2 separate regions of the Mus musculus genome follow, and region 1 is linked to region 2. Evidence: chromatin contacts called from public HiChIP or PLAC-seq data. All regions are on one chromosome and are shown on one strand. Each heading gives the region's core, a stretch centred on a gene start, on an enhancer-like site or on the middle of the called end of the contact. The rest is flanking DNA. Distances are from core to core; before and after follow the strand shown.

Region 1 (3,235 bases), core at 482-2,981, 600 kb after region 2:
TTTGAATTATGTTTTTAAAAGCAGAAAGAGTTATATGCTTTTGGGTAGTTTAGAATATCAAGGTTCTGCCCAGGGCCAAACAAGTAGGTTTCACTTAATGTGCCTCAACATTGTTCCCATACCTCCAACTTTTCATATTGTAGTTTCAATACCAAAGAGGTGTATCTCTTTTTGGTGTTACATGAAACACGAGAGATGGAGTCTTGACAATCAGGTATGGATTCATCCATGAATGTTAACCAAGGCTATTAATATGTGTCTACTATCAAAACCATCATTGAGAAAAAAAATTATTTGTAACATCAAATGTCAGGAACTAGAGCTGGCATCAATAGAGTGCTTCAGTTATTAAACAGGATACTTATGATAGTACAGTTGAACTTGCCCAAAATTTTCAATTAGTCACAACCCAGAGAGGAATGTTTACAGGGACAACTTGTCTCACAGGTTATCTGCCTACCCTGAAGAAAATAATTCCAGGACAGAGAGATCACACATCTTCACATAGCCTTCATAACTTCTTCAACTTCCTCTTTCCAAAGCACATCCACTACCCCTATAGAGTGACTGAGCCAGCTTTTACCTCTTTGAGGCTTCCCTATTTCCCATTGTAGAGAGGCAGCCGTGCATGTGCAAATAAACACTGTCACCTATTAAATTCAGAATATAGCTTCTTTTTGTCTTTTTTATGGTGCCTCAGAAAATTGAATAGATAAAATGGATTATGGGGTAAATGTGACACTACTGAGATTTAAGTCTTGTATTGAAATTCTGGAATCCAAATGGTAAAAGGAGAGAATACACTTTGGCAAGTTGTTTTATGTTATGAACATGTCTGAATAGCATTTTGTTGCGAGCCATCCAGTGGCTCACAAGGACAGGTACACCTGAATAGCAGGCTGGTGCTGAAAGAGAGGGAAACTAGGCAACAAGAGGAAGATGGAACCAAGACAATGTTATGATCAAGGTTCAAATTTTTAATGGCAGACACACTTTAAAAAAGGGGAGGGGGGAGTCCATTCCTGCCAATTCATCCTTGGACCCGGGAACCAGCTGCAGGTGATGACGTGCAGGAAAAGGCATAGTCTCTGGAATGCTCTGGGGCCTCTCAGCAGGTAGCAGTATCTTGAAGAGGAACAGCAGCAGTGGCAGAACAATAGAGTGATCTAGGGAAGAAGGCTCCACCTTAGATAATCTCCTTAGTGGCAACAAGGTCAAGTTCTGGCTTAGCCTGCTTCAGGCTTATGGGAGGCTACATCTCCTCCCTGTTATTAATATTAAAAAAAATAGCTGGACTGAGGCATAAAATTTATTTATGCTCCATAGTCCTGCCTGGGAATTATGATGTCTGGCGGCTGTCTTTGCCTTAGGATCTCAGATCCTCTTAAACAATCCAATTCTGTCATCGGAAGTTACATGCAGCTAGTTTGTGTTATAATTCACACAAACATGGCTCTGTGGTGTAATATCAATGACCACTGCCTTTTGGCATGTACCCTTGTCTTAGATTGGTATGATCCGGAATCTGGTTGCCCGTCATTGACTAACCGGCCCTCATAGCGCACCTTATTCCCAAATCAGACCAAAGCCACAATGTATACTTAGAATTCTTGATGAAAATTAATAACTGCCACCTGCGTGCTATTGGGGGCAGGGATGCACGCCTGTTGCAGTCAGGCTGTAGGGCGTTGACTGACCTGCTTGAAAAGAAAGTCTAAACAGTGAAAGGCACAGTACAAAAGCTTCTTTTGGGAAAGTCCAGGTACTCCATTCAATTGCAAATTAGCAAGGATCAGGATAGACTTATAGCTCTCGGTGTGGGGGAGGTGACTTTGAGAATTGCAGAAAGGCTTACAGCTTCCCTGGGAGTGGAGGCTGTGCTTTAATTTAACGTTTTGGCTAAAGAGGATTATTAGCCATAATCAAGGTTAGAGTCATACTTACTAGAAAATTCAGGATCTGTGTCCAGTTGACAAACTAATCTCTCAGGCAGCCATCACACTCCATCTTCTTTTTGTGAAAAAACACAGACTGAGCCCCTTCCCCAGATTAGGACCAGGTCTAGATCCTTCCATTCATTAGTAAATGGGTCCCCCCACTTTACCATGGCATAGAACTAGGAGTAACTGGATGCCAGTGGCGATCTGCTGCAGACTGATCTTTAATAATTAGGTTGCAAAAAATTTAGAACAAATAAAGCTAAAACAAGATGTGCCTTTGGTGACCTTGGGGGATATAATTGCTCCTGTTTTGTTTTTAAAAGCCAATTTTTTAAAGTGTGATGAGCAAGTTCAACTATTCCTTGTCCCATGGGGTTATAAGGAATTCGAGTTTTATGTTTGATGCCAAATTCTTTACAAAATGAAGTAAAATTTTTACTAGAATAGGATGGCCCATTATCTGTCTTAATAAGTTTAGGCAATCCCATGGCATTAAAGGCTTGTAGGCAATGATCAATTACATTTTTGGAGGCTTCTCCAGTATGCAGAGAAGCAAAAAGAAATCCTGAACAAGTATCAATACAAACATGTATATATGTTAATTTTCCAAATTCTGCATAATGAGTTACATCCATTTGCCAAATATGATTAAGCATAAGACCTCATGGATTAACTCCTAAATGTGGCACTGGTGATAATGTAATACATTTAGGACATTGTTTTACAATCATTCTTGCCTGCTCCTTAGTGATCTTATGTCGGAGCCTTAAGGTATGGCTAGAGAGATGAAATTTTTCACGATCACGTTTGACCAAAGCAACAGGATCTGAAATTAAGGCTTGTATTAGAGCTCTGTCGATGCAATCATTGCCTTCAGCTAAAGGTCCAGGAAGACCAGAATGAGCTCATATGTGGCCAATATAGAACGGGTGTTTTCGAGCAAGAATGATGTTTTGCAATTGTGAAAACAGAGATCCTCCTGGGGTATTAAAGTTAAAAGTACCACAGGTCTCCAATAAGGGTACCGATTGTGCAACATATAAACTATCAGTAAAAATATTAAAAGCCTCATGCACAGACTGAAAGACATTCCATACTGCTGTTAATTCTGCTAATTGAGCTGAGAGGCCAGGAGTCTTTATGATTACCTGCTGATTATTAATAAGAAATCCAGTTCTCCCTTTAAAGGAGCCATCAGTAAAAATCAATAGAGCATTATATAAAGGCTGTAAGGAAGTCATTTTAGGAAATATCACCTCATGTACATTTAAAAATTTTATCAACCTATCTTGAGG
Region 2 (3,095 bases), core at 339-2,838:
GTTTCCAGCTTCTAGCTCTTATAAATAAGGCTTCAATGAACATAGTGGAGCATGTATCCTTGTTATATGTTGAGCATCTTTTGGGTATATGCCTAGGAGTTGTAGCATTATGTCCAATTTTCTGATGAACTGTCAGACTGATTTCCAGAGTGGTTGTACCAGCTTGCAATCCCACTAGCAATGAAGGAGTGTTTCTCTTTCTCCAGATCCTCGCTAGCATCTGCTGTCACCTGTCACCTGAGGGTTTTTTTTTTTTTTTTTTTTTTTTTTTTTTTATCTTAGCTGTTCTGACTGGTGTGAGGTGGAATCTCAGGGTCATTTGATTTGCATTTCCCTGATGACTAACAATATTGAACATTTCTTTTAAGTGCTTCTAAGATTCAAGATTCCTCAGTTGAGAATTCTTGGTTTAGTTCTGCACCTCATTTTTAAATAGGGTTATTTGGTTCTTTGGAGTCCAATTTCTTAAGTTCTTTGTATATTTTGGATATTATCTCTGTATTGGGTATAGGGTTGGTAAAGATCTTTCCCCAATCTGCGGATTGCCACTTTGTTCTATTGATATTGTTCTTTGCCTTACAGAATCTTTTCAATTTTATGAGATCCCATTTGTTGATTGTTGATCTTATAGCATAAGCCACTACTGTTTTGTTCTGGAAATTTTCTCCTGTGTCAATGTGTGTGAGGCTCTTCACCACTTTCTCTTCTATTAGATCCAGTGTATCTGGTTTTATGTGGAGGTCCTTGATCCACTTGGGCTTGAGCTTTGTACAAGGAGATGTGAATGGGTCAATTTGTATTCTTCTACACGTTTGCTTCCACATAAGTCAGCACCATTTGTTGAATATGCTGTGTTTTTGTTATTGGATGATTTTACCATCTCCGTTGAAGATCAAGTGACCAAAGGTGTGTGGGTTGATTTCAGGATCTTTAATTCTATTTCATTTATGTACCTGCCTGTCTCTGTACCAATACCATGTTGTTTTTATCACTATTATTCTTCAGTAGAGCTTGAGTTCAGGGATGGTGATTCCCCCATAAGTTCTCTTATTGTTGTTGAGAATAGTTTTTGCCAGCCTGGGTTCTAAGTTTTTTCCAAATGAATTTTAGAATTGTTCTTTCAATGTCTGTAAATGTGCTGGAATTTGTTGAGAATTTCATTGAAGCTGTAGATTCAATGCCCTCAAAGGAGCAGCCTTTGGGATAGCAGTGGCTGCTTTGCGGGTTTGGAGGATAGTCCAAACAATGAGGGTCAGAAAGTGGTTAGAAGGGGGAAGATCTATGGGATCTGTAGAAGATTGGAACAGGAATCAGAGAAGGCAGGCTGTGAGAGACTAACCCATGGAAAACTAGGTCCCACAGTTACTCTCACCCTAAAGATCCAGCTGACCCTTTGAAGAGAATTATGTGACCCCCTCCTTCATTGCCTCCACCTGGTGCCTGAGACTGCCAGCTTCACTCCCTCCTTCACTTGGCGCCTAGAGCTGCTTAGATTAAGGCAGCTTCACCTCTTCTTCCATGTCTCTGTTTGGTGCCTGAGACTATTTATGGCACTCCAAGATAAACTGCAGAAAGTTTGAAGGCCGCCAGGGACAGTTTTAGGGCCAACATTCCAAGATAAGCTGCAAGAAGCCTGTAATCAGCATCCAGCCCAGGTGCCCATCCCTTTCTCTGTATTTTATTATGCCCCCTCGACCCCTCCCTATTTTCTCTCACTGTGTGCTTATAATCAGGCTCCTAGCCTTCATTAAACAGACCTTGACAACTCTTTGTTTGGTCTCGCTTCCCTTTCTCTGCTCATTTCTCTTTCAGGCCCTGGTCCTTCTCCACCCATGGAATAACTAAGTCCTGCTGGATGGGACAGCAGGCAAACTGTATTGCTACAGTGTAGCCTCCCTCAGCCTTGAAGCAGGCTGATCCAGACTTTGACCTTGCTGCCACTAAGAAGGAGATTACCTAGGGTGGAGCCTTCTGACCTAGATGGCTCTATTGTTCTGTCACCAGCCACTGCTCTTCTCCAAGACACTGCTACCTGCTGAGAGGCCCCTGAGGTATTCTGGAGGAACATCCTATCCTGCATGTCACCTGCAGGCTGGCTCCAGATACCAAGAATGGAATGTGGGGGGTGGGAGTGGTTGGGCCTTCCCTCTTATAAGCACCATCTCTCAGTAAACTCGCAGGAACAGGAATGTTGTCTGGTCTCCATTAATTTCTCTCACAGTCTAAGTCTCTATCAGCCCCAGCCTGCCTTCCAGGTGTACCCAGTTCATTTAGGGAACGGGCTGACATACAACAGATTGGCGCCTGAACAGCGACGATCTGGAGACATTGGCAATGGTGAGAAAACACTGAGGGAACTGCTGTCTTGTATGGAGCTCCAAGAGAAGGAAAGAATCACAGGATCTTATCGAGCACAGTGAGCAACAGGTATTTATGCTAGCATGGCTTTAAACTTCATTTTTAAAAAGTGTTGCTGGAGGTGCGATAGGATAGGGACTAAGTTGGAACATTGCTGACCTGGCGCCGGGTCCACTTAGGGTTCGACAGCGAAGGACTAGAAACTTTGAATCAGGTGGTTATCCGCAGCTTTCAAAAGCTGTTTCAGGTGAGAGGAATAGGGTTTAAAATAATGAAACAGGCAGTTGTCCGGAGTTGAGAACTGCATCAGGCTAGAGGAATAGGGTTTAAAATAATAAAATAAAATAAAATAAAATAAAATAAAATAAAATAAAATAAAATAAAATAGAGGAAAATGGATTTTGAAACTCTCCCAGAGACAGAAAGAAAATCAAAGGATGCCCTGCTATATTCTCTGTGGCTCTACAGCAGAAGTTCTCTGCCCTCTTTGTGTTGTCTAATGTCTGGTGCACTGGTTCATTTACATGTTGATTCATGAGCGTTTTGTCTTGTTGTCTGAATGACTAAATGTTCTGTGTTTCATGTTGGAAAATAAAAATGGCTAAGACTTTATCTGTTGGTTCCACAAAGCCCAAGAGTGGCCATACTTTGGCCAGAGATCAGGCACAGCAGGGGATCCACTGCTGGAAAAAGATGCTTTCAAAGAAAGGGAGTCTGCAGCTTCTTAGTTTGGAGGC

The links. HiChIP or PLAC-seq counts read pairs in DNA pulled down with a chosen protein or histone mark.
Region 1: an H3K27ac HiChIP or PLAC-seq map of embryonic stem cells shows a contact between it and region 2, with 4 times the contacts expected there. The contact joins two enhancer-like sites. A contact is called at or near these places in 2 of 115 datasets of contacts at active chromatin or transcription factors (both in embryonic stem cells) and 1 of 9 other capture datasets (embryonic stem cells).

What each region holds. Positions count from the first base shown.
Region 1 is chr9:19,693,425-19,696,659 of GRCm38.p6, forward strand. No RefSeq gene overlaps it. Among named protein-coding and RNA genes, the nearest start is that of Olfr857, 18 kb to the right of the region's middle. Within about 2 kb of position 1,732, at least 8 of the 459 cell types and tissues checked have an H3K27ac peak or open chromatin away from gene starts, as enhancers often do. A contact at or near this core is called in embryonic stem cells, where this site is marked.
Region 2 is chr9:19,091,468-19,094,562 of GRCm38.p6, forward strand. No RefSeq gene overlaps it. Among named protein-coding and RNA genes, the nearest start is that of Olfr836, 28 kb to the right of the region's middle. Within about 2 kb of position 1,589, at least 16 of the 459 cell types and tissues checked have an H3K27ac peak or open chromatin away from gene starts, as enhancers often do. A contact at or near this core is called in embryonic stem cells, where this site is marked.